3 separate regions of the Mus musculus genome follow, and regions 2 and 3 are each linked to region 1. The links are chromatin contacts, called in public HiChIP or PLAC-seq maps. All regions are on one chromosome and are shown on one strand. The core of a region is the stretch at or near the end of the contact, and the rest is flanking DNA. Distances in the headings are between cores, read along the strand shown. Region 1 overlaps Cemip (cell migration inducing protein, hyaluronan binding). Region 2 overlaps Arnt2 (aryl hydrocarbon receptor nuclear translocator 2). Region 3 overlaps Arnt2 (aryl hydrocarbon receptor nuclear translocator 2).

The links. HiChIP or PLAC-seq counts read pairs in DNA pulled down with a chosen protein or histone mark.
Region 2: a contact with region 1 is called in an H3K27ac HiChIP or PLAC-seq map of embryonic fibroblasts, with 5 times the contacts expected there. The contact joins two enhancer-like sites. A contact is called at or near these places in 7 of 39 promoter capture datasets (the C10 cell line, cranial neural crest, frontonasal cranial neural crest and 4 more), 1 of 15 datasets of contacts at CTCF or cohesin (the NIH/3T3 cell line), 1 of 484 Hi-C or Micro-C datasets (trophoblast stem cells), 4 of 115 datasets of contacts at active chromatin or transcription factors (the NIH/3T3 cell line, embryonic fibroblasts, fibro-adipogenic progenitors and 1 more) and 1 of 9 other capture datasets (embryonic stem cells).
Region 3: a contact with region 1 is called in a CTCF HiChIP or PLAC-seq map of the NIH/3T3 cell line, with 9 read pairs. The contact joins two enhancer-like sites. A contact is called at or near these places in 3 of 15 datasets of contacts at CTCF or cohesin (the NIH/3T3 cell line and large pre-B cells), 14 of 484 Hi-C or Micro-C datasets (the 3T3-L1 cell line, 3T3-L1-derived adipocytes, the 63-12 cell line and 11 more), 3 of 115 datasets of contacts at active chromatin or transcription factors (the NIH/3T3 cell line, double positive thymocytes and embryonic fibroblasts) and 1 of 9 other capture datasets (embryonic stem cells).

Annotation. Positions count from the first base shown.
Region 1 is chr7:83,938,242-83,940,941 of GRCm38.p6, reverse strand. All of the region lies in intron 27 of Cemip (cell migration inducing protein, hyaluronan binding), which reads left to right. Among named protein-coding and RNA genes, the nearest start is that of Gm30440, 31 kb to the left of the region's middle. Within about 2 kb of position 1,436, at least 27 of the 459 cell types and tissues checked have an H3K27ac peak or open chromatin away from gene starts, as enhancers often do. A contact at or near this core is called in the NIH/3T3 cell line and embryonic fibroblasts, where this site is marked.
Region 2 is chr7:84,328,219-84,330,918 of GRCm38.p6, reverse strand. All of the region lies in intron 5 of Arnt2 (aryl hydrocarbon receptor nuclear translocator 2), which reads left to right. Among named protein-coding and RNA genes, the nearest start is that of Gm25790, 6.2 kb to the right of the region's middle. Within about 2 kb of position 1,413, at least 46 of the 459 cell types and tissues checked have an H3K27ac peak or open chromatin away from gene starts, as enhancers often do. A contact at or near this core is called in the NIH/3T3 cell line and embryonic fibroblasts, where this site is marked.
Region 3 is chr7:84,354,546-84,357,496 of GRCm38.p6, reverse strand. Arnt2 (aryl hydrocarbon receptor nuclear translocator 2) reads left to right here. Exons shown (of 19, transcript NM_007488.3): 3 at 2,930-2,951. Among named protein-coding and RNA genes, the nearest start is that of Gm30873, 19 kb to the right of the region's middle. Within about 2 kb of position 1,671, at least 26 of the 459 cell types and tissues checked have an H3K27ac peak or open chromatin away from gene starts, as enhancers often do. A contact at or near this core is called in the NIH/3T3 cell line, where this site is marked.

The sequences.
Region 1 (2,700 bases), core at 187-2,686:
TGACTGTGTGTGTGATTCTGGAGAATAGGTTTTGCTCGGTCACGTGCTGTATCTGTTCTTCCCACACTCAGCTATATTTGCATGTATGTGTGTGGAAGTAAATGTGTACATGTGTACAGGGGTATGTATGCATGCTGGTGGAAGCCAGAAGACAAACAACCCTGGGTGTCATTCTTCAGGCACTTGTTTTTTGAGAAAAGGTCTCTCAGTGGCCTGGAAGTCATCAAGGCTGGCCAGCCTCAGGATCTGATGCTTGTCTCCACTACCCTGTTGTTGAGATTACAAACACAGGTGCATCCACCATACCTGGCTTTATTTTACGTTCTGGATTCTGGGTATCAAACTTGGGTCCTTGTGTTTGCAAGACAATAACCCCTTAATGACTGAGTGAGGACCCCAGCCCCACACTCTAGCTCTCAAGTGAAGATTCAAACAGAAGACTCTGACTTTCTAAGTTGGGAATGCACATTATTCATCTAGAGATCAGTGGGTTTCAGGCGCTTTTTGGCCATGGGCCATTTCTTGAAATGAAGCAGATCACAGAAGCTTAGAGTAAGAAATAGCTCCCAGAGTTCTGTTCGGAGTTGTGTGGAGTTCTTTACAGCCCTTGCACATCCCTAGGAGAAGTAAGGATGGTCTGAGTCAGACTTAGGCTGGCAGTGGATACACAGACAGGAATGGGTACCACTAACCCCTCCCTGGCCTCCTGGGAAGCAGCAATTGAGTGGGAGGGAGAGGTGCTTCTGTTCTGTGGTTCCAACCCAGCCTGGCCCTTATCCCTCCCTCCCCCATCCATCCACAGGACCACTACTGGCCATAGGATCCCAGCCACTCATACCTCAGACACTGTGGAGAGCTCTGGAAACCCCCTCTGACCTTCCACCTGTGGGAGATTATGTCAGGAGGCATAGGGACTAAATGGTCAAGAGGATAATGTGCCAGACAGAGAGTCTATAGCCTAAATCATACCAGGAAGCTATATGATAAGCAAGCCCATCTCCCTGTCCCTGATGCCACCCCGAGTATGTGACCTTCCTTTGAGTTCACTAGTTCAGCCATAGGCCTTCAGTGTTTCTTCTTGTCTGAACAGTGGGGAAATGTCCTCTTGGGAACAGAGCCTGGATCCACCCCAAGGATGTGTTAGCAATGAATCCTTTCTCATTAATGGGCCTCACCTTGCCAATCCCTTGGGCCTCCTCCTTTTAGTCTTCTTAAAGAGCCCAAGACAGCCTCCCCACACCCCTTGGATTGGTCCTTACTGTGCACTAGCCCTTTGCCTGCTGACAGCCTTCCTTCTGCTCCCTGTGGGACAAAATCGGGGGTAATAGCAAGTTTCAGAATCCCATACAGTTTTTCCATGTCTGGACTGTGGTCTGTGGTTACAGAATTCCACTGAGATGGGAGTTAGAAACCCCGTGCAGCTCCTGCCCTGTTTCTGTTCTGAGGGTGGTGCTCACTCCCCATGTCTGGCCCAGCATGAGTCTGCCACCACAAAGGCTGTTTTCTTAGCACTGGGGGCTAAAAGCAGCCCAAGGGAGGAAGAACAGACTTCCCAGCTCAACTTTTGCAAATTGGGTTCTTCTGGCTCCTGCCCCCTTCCCTCCTGAGCAACCACTCTAGGAAGCCCTCCCAGATAATGTGCCCTCCTGAGCAACCACTCTAGGAAGCCCTCCCAGATAATGTGTAGCTGCTCAGTCTCCCATTGACAAAATCAGGCAGGCAGATCTTGCCTAACCAGAGAGGGTGGTGACACATAACAGAGCCATTCTGGAAATGCAACAACTACACAGTGTCCTTCCCAGAATGCTCTCAAACTGTGCCTCACTCTTCCTGAAGCTGAAAGGATGTTGGGTGGCACAACGCTCAGTGCCTTCCACAGAAACCACTAAAATACACATATGGATTCCATGCTTCTTGCACATGTGGGATGAGAGCTCAGATCCCAGAACAAGTATAAAAAGCTAGCCAGGGGCCACACCTGTGCCTGTAGCCTGTGGGAGACAGAGACGGGGCACTGTGCAGGACTCCCAGCTTAGCAGAAGGTTCAGTGAGAGTCTCTGGATCAAGAGAATACCTCGGAGGGTGAAAGAGCAGGATGCCTAACATCCATCCTCAGGCCTCGACACACACACAACACCCAAAACACACAACACACAAAACACACAACACACAAAAAGGAAGACAGGAAGAGAAAAAGAAAGAGAGAGAATATGGGCCCCACTGGGAGCCTAATGCTGGGCATGGTCACTGTTCCTATGAAGTCAGATGTGGTCTTGTGGGAAGGAAGCTTATAGGTCAGAAGGCCTGCTGTGTGAAGGCTGCCCGGTCCTTATGAGCTCCCAAGTAGAGCCACTGCATCAGGTCTCCAAGTCTCCCTGCTGTCCAGCACTCGTGACGGCTTTGTCTTTTGATGGCTGCTACCTCCTCTTTCCTCCAGCCCCCAGTCTGATTCCTTCTTTGCTCCCTTCCAGCTGCCTTGTCTTTCTCCATCATCACCTTCCTATTGGCTTTTTATACCAAACAGTGTTGAAATGATCTGAATTAAGAAGTACATATTAGCTGGACAATGATAATGTAAGCCTGTAATACCAGCTTTCAGGAGGCAGAAACAGGTGGATCTCTGTCGCAGACCCTCTGGGTCCCTTTGTCTGCGTGGACGGGTCTCTGGGTATAGATGGCTGGAGTATACATAGCAGATCT
Region 2 (2,700 bases), core at 164-2,663, 390 kb before region 1:
GAAGAGTTGGCCTTTGGCTCTTTCTAGGTATCTCAGGAGCCCATGTCCCTTATGGCTCCCCAATACTTGAGAGCTATCATTTGGAGGAATTCGATGACCTCAGAGGAAGAGTGGCTCCACTTCCTTACACACATGCCCCATCTTTTCCTTTCTCTCCTGTACTGAGTATTCCTTCTTCCTCTATTCATGCAACCTACATTTCTAATGTTTAACAAGATTGACCTTTTTTTTAAGTTCTGGGGGCAAGTGTCTAGGGGCTTCAGTGACAGACAGGTGTATACGTTGGTCCAGGTCCCTTTCAGGGGACAGGCTCCTCATCCACTCCTCTTACTTGAGCCCTGCCCTCAGACACGACTCAGAGAACCTTTCCTCCTTACCTTATCAACTCAGCTGGCAAACCTAGGCCTCTGCTTCCCGACTCCCTTTTTTCCTTCTCCTGTTTGGAGTGTAAGGTTAGACTCCTTTACTTCCTTCCCTGGCATGCAATTCCTTCATAGAGTCACCTGTGAGCCTCTGAGGTCAGTCAGATTAGGGACCACAGTGGGGATGCTCAAATGCCCTACAAGGAGGTCTGTAGTCTGCACACATCCTCCCTTTACTCTACATCACCTATAGGTGGTTTATTAAATCCAATACAATATAAATGCAATGTGAGTATGGATCATAAATGTCCCTCAAATGTGCATGTGTTAAAGCTTACACTGCATGTTGGAAGTTCGTAGAACCTTTAAGACTGGGGGCCCAGTGGGAAGTCTTAAGAATACTGTGGATGGAAAGTCTTTATTTTCTTAACTACTAAGTGAATGGGTTCTTCAACATGCACTCCTGCTATGATGGACTGCCACAGAACCAAACACAGGGCGGAGAGAAAGAAAACCCAAACGATGAACTTAAACAATTCCATCTTCTTATAAGTTGAAGAATTCCAGCGTATTTGTTATAATGACAGAAAACAGACTGACATACTCTGTAAACAGTAACTATGCTGTGTTGTTTAGAGGTAATGGTAGGAAAATTAAGTGTGCCCATGACCAGTGCAGATGCATTTCTTTGAGTATCTTTGACCTGTGATGCATAGAATCTGCAGATGTGAAATGCATGAACATAGAGAGGTTGCCAACTATATTTGTCAAACCACACTGAAGCTCATTCCTATACCCATTCCATCCCAGGTACACTTTTTTTCCCAGAAATTCTTTAGTCTCTGTCTGATCTAATTACCTCCCACTGTTCTTCTTCATGGGTGTAGGTTTTCCTGGTATTTTGATATTTTTAATCATGTCATTAGCAAATCATGAAGGAAAGAAGTCCAGACCTGAAGTTGCCTTTTCAAATGCCTTAGCAGTCTGCCCTCCTGCCGTCCATCAGCCTGACTGTCTTCAGCCCTGGATGAACAATCATTTACCCTTGAAATGAAAACCCTCAGGCTCACATTTCTGGCATTTTTGTAGCATGATCCCCCAAGAGGAATGTATTTCTTTAACTCACACTCCAAGATATTCTAAACAGGATGAGGAATTTGTTCTCTTGTCTAAAGATTAAATAGCAGAAGAGGTGCCAGCCATGGGGGAACTGTGAGGTGATGATTTTATAATGAGTAGCAGAGCAGCAGGCTGCAGCAGGAGGCACCCCTCTAATTCCACATTATGCTTGGAATTCAAATGCAGGAAAGAGTTATGGGGCTCTGCTGAGAGTTGAGGGGCTCAGCTGCTGAGGTGGTAAAGGTGGCATGGTCTGTTCCCTTGGTGCTCCCAGCCCCTTGGTAGAGATGTCCCCAAAGTCTAGCCTGTACTTTGCTTATGGGATGATTGCTCTCTGATGCTCTTTGCAGACTGCCACTGCTCTCTTTTGCCATCTACTGCCTGCTTCTTGCTAATTAACACCTCATTAGCGCCTTTCCCAGATGGAGGGTGAGGGACAGAGGGCAGACAATACAAACCAAACTGCTTGGCAGGAAAGCTCCTTTTGAGTGTCAGTGGGACAGGGGCCATCACTGGCTGTTTGCCAGTCCTGATCAACCTCACCAGAGCTTCTTTCTTTGGTTACTCCATTGTTACAGACTGGAGTCTAAGCCAGACCTCAGCACCATATCCTGTGATCATCAAGAGAAGGATGAGCAGTGTGGTTCTCCACCAACCTGTTCCTAATATGGACCACAGTTCTACCTGTCAACCGTAATGGTGCATTGCTCGCTGAGAGGATAGGACTATGGCTACCAGTCATCCCTTCTCCCCAGCAGCCATTTCTTATAGATTGGATATGAATGCTCAAGTTACAAAGTTTTGCTTCTAAAACATACCTCATACATATATGTTAAAGGGCAAATCATGTTAACTTCCCCAGGAAGTTCAGAGATTTTACTCTGGTCTTATGCTCTGGCCTTTGCAAGGCAAACTCACTATCTATTGTCAACAATGTGAAGGTGTGAATGGGGCAATAAGAAGCACATGCCTGGGACAGGGGAAGAGGGAGGAGAAAGAGAGGTAGGGAAGGGGGTGTGTTTCTGTGTGTAGCTCTGACCATCCTGAAACTGGATCTGTTGACGAACAGGCTACTCTCAGATTTGAAGATCTGCCTGTGTCTGCCTCCTGAATGCTCGCATCAAAGGCATGAGCCATCACTGCCTTCTCAGCTGATTTTACTTGATTTTCTCATCTCTATGAGGGAATACCTGACAGAAGCAGTGCAAAGGAAGAAAGG
Region 3 (2,951 bases), core at 422-2,921, 420 kb before region 1:
TGTGTGGCATTGCTGAGGGACTAGTGAAACTGAGTGGCTCTAAATACTCATATGGGGCTTCTGATTTATCTCCTAGACTGGACCCACTTTATTTGCCTTTCAAACTATTAACAGGATTGCTGTCTAAGTGTGAGTTGACGCTCACACAAGTGGCAGGGGTAGTTTCTCTCTATGCTGTATGTATGTGATTGCATACATACTCGTGGGTGGGAAGGTACTGTTTCTCTCCATTCTACATGTGTATGATTGTATACACACTTATAGGTGTTGGGTATAGCTTCTCTCCATGTTACACAGTATGATTGCACACGTTCTCAGGTAGGAGCCATAGTTTCTTGGTCTTTAATTTTTCATATACAAGTCATGACTCCAGGTTTCCAATGAACTCCAGTAGACTCAGGATCTAGACCACCCTTTTCTTTCACCTGATGCTGGCCTGATCCGAAGCTTGCCTAGCAGGGCTGGAACCCTTTACTACACCACTCAGTTCTTCCTATATCTATTCTGTAGGGTATTGAGTAAAGAAAACTCTGTCAAAATGAGGATGACAAACTATCCTGACTTGCTTGTGACTGTTTCAGCACCAAAGTCCTGGAGTCCAAGAAGACCTGCCCTTGGTCACTCCAAGCATCTCATTGATCTTTAGGCCTGGATTGAGGGCCAACTAGTCAGTTATGTTTTGTAGGAGTTTGCTTATTTATTATAATCCTATCAAAGGCCCTTGAGATGGCTCAGTGGTATGGGCACTTGCTGCCATGCCTAATGACCTAAGTTACATAACCATATCCACAGATAGAAGGAGAAAGCCTAATCTCTCACATGTCCTCTATCTCCACAGGCAAACGCAAGAGTGGAAGAGCTTGCTCTTTCTCGAGCGTGCTCTGCTCTCTCTCTCTCTCTCTCTCTCTCTCTCTCTCTCTCTCTCTCTCTCAATGTTACAGAAGCTGTGATATCAAATTGAACTGAATGGGATTTTAAAAATAACTGTGTATATTACACCTATTTACGGTTTTGATGAATCCAGGCACAAATCATTTGGAATTTTGAAAACGTAGGTAGTTTATGAAGGCAGAAAAGGTGATCTTTCCCTTTACAAGCACTAGGTGGCAGTGTGGCTCTGCAAAAATGCAACTGACCTCAGTTAAACATTTTTGGTGGTTATTTTCCACAGGCAATTTCCAGGAAGGTGAGATGATAGCTTAGTAATTATACAGGATATTAATGAGCTTTCTTTATTTAGAATTCCCACATTCAGCTCCATTTGTCCTGTAGACAGCTCTGGCCCAGGGCTGAACTTCCAAAGCCATGCTGTGGAGAGCGATACATGGTCATCTCGCGGGTGACATGCATGTGGTCTTCTGTCTTTTCCCTTCATCCTGTCCATCTCCGTTCCTCTTTGTACAGAGGAATTTCTTTCATCACAACTGCCATTTTTGTTGTGAGGACAGTTGGGTTTTGAGGACCAAGGATCTAAGTGGATGAGGGATCCCGTCAGGGAATTCTGGACATGTCAACTCAGGCTGCACTGCATATAATCCAGAGCAAAGACATGCAAAAGCTGTCCTCATTCCCTTCATTTTGCCGTATCTGATCCTAGTTCCTAGGTCCCTCGAGTTCTTGCTTAGCCACACATCTCACTGGGGCTCATCTTGAGGTATGTGGACAAGTATGCTCTTTATGTGTAACATGACTGCCTCCTGGTGGCCTGGGTGCCCCATGCATTTCCTGGGTCACTTATTCAATCCCTCAAAGACTAGGAAATGAAGTTCACCCTCCCTATGAGGGACCAGAAGGTGTGGCCTCTGTAACTGTGGTCTTCTGGCACATACTTCATTCTCTGCTTGTTTATTGTTTGAGCCGAATCTCACTGGGTATTCTCCATTCTCATAATAAACTGCTAAAACATGGAATTCCTCAGACCTCCAGTCAGGCAGCCAGCCTCTCTCCTGCTTGGATCATGAGACTATATCTCACCAAATCCTTCAGGCCTACTAAAAACAAGCAGGGTGATATAGGGTCTGCAGATGGATGCCACACTCAAGAGCCATGCTGACTGCTCATTTCCTACCGCAGAAACTCTGGGTGCACTTGATCATGGTTATGTTCCCCTCTGCCCTAACATCTTCCAACCTGTGTGTGCTGACATCAGAAGCACTTGGGCCTTTAAGAAGGATCATTTGGAGTGTTAGTTCAGTAAGAATTCACCAAAACATTGATATTAACAAGGGGAGGCCCAGCAGAGAAGAATCTCAAGAGTAATTCTGTGAGCTTCAACGAGCAGACAACCAGCTTCAGTGATTTTGGTATCAAAGGCCCATTTCCTCCTCAACAGCCTGTTTGATCCTGGGTGTAACAGGCTGGTTTTCTTGAAGGACCTTTGCCCTGAGGTTGGTAGAGACTCACCAAGTCACAAGCAGTATTCTCAGACAGCTTCACTGTCCCCTGATATTATGTCATCGCCCTTTGAACTTACTGTCTTCCAAATCCCTTGAGCAATATACCATAAAAGTAAGAAATTAAGTGCTGGTATAGAATACATGATGTGGATGGACCCACATACTCCAGGGATGATGGCAGACAAGAAACATTGATGCCTTCACACAACATGGCCTGAGTCATCCATTGGTGACCTGAGAAGCGTCAAAGGGGGACAAGTTGACACTTGAGTATTCCTATTTCTGACCAGAGAACTAATAGTGAGTGTACTGGAGACCTTTTGTTTGTAATTTTTTTCTCTTGAGACTCTGCGGATACTGTTTAGCATGGCCAAAGGTCGGAAGCATTGAGCAGCGATGTGATGGGGTGAAAATTGGAAGCATTGCATAGCGATGTGATGGGGTGAAGACTCCCCTGCGTTCACAGCTCATGTAACCAATTAGAGTCCTCTGAGAGTTATAACTAGTTCTTACCTGTGCCTTTGACTTTCCAGAATGGACTTCGATGACGAAGAT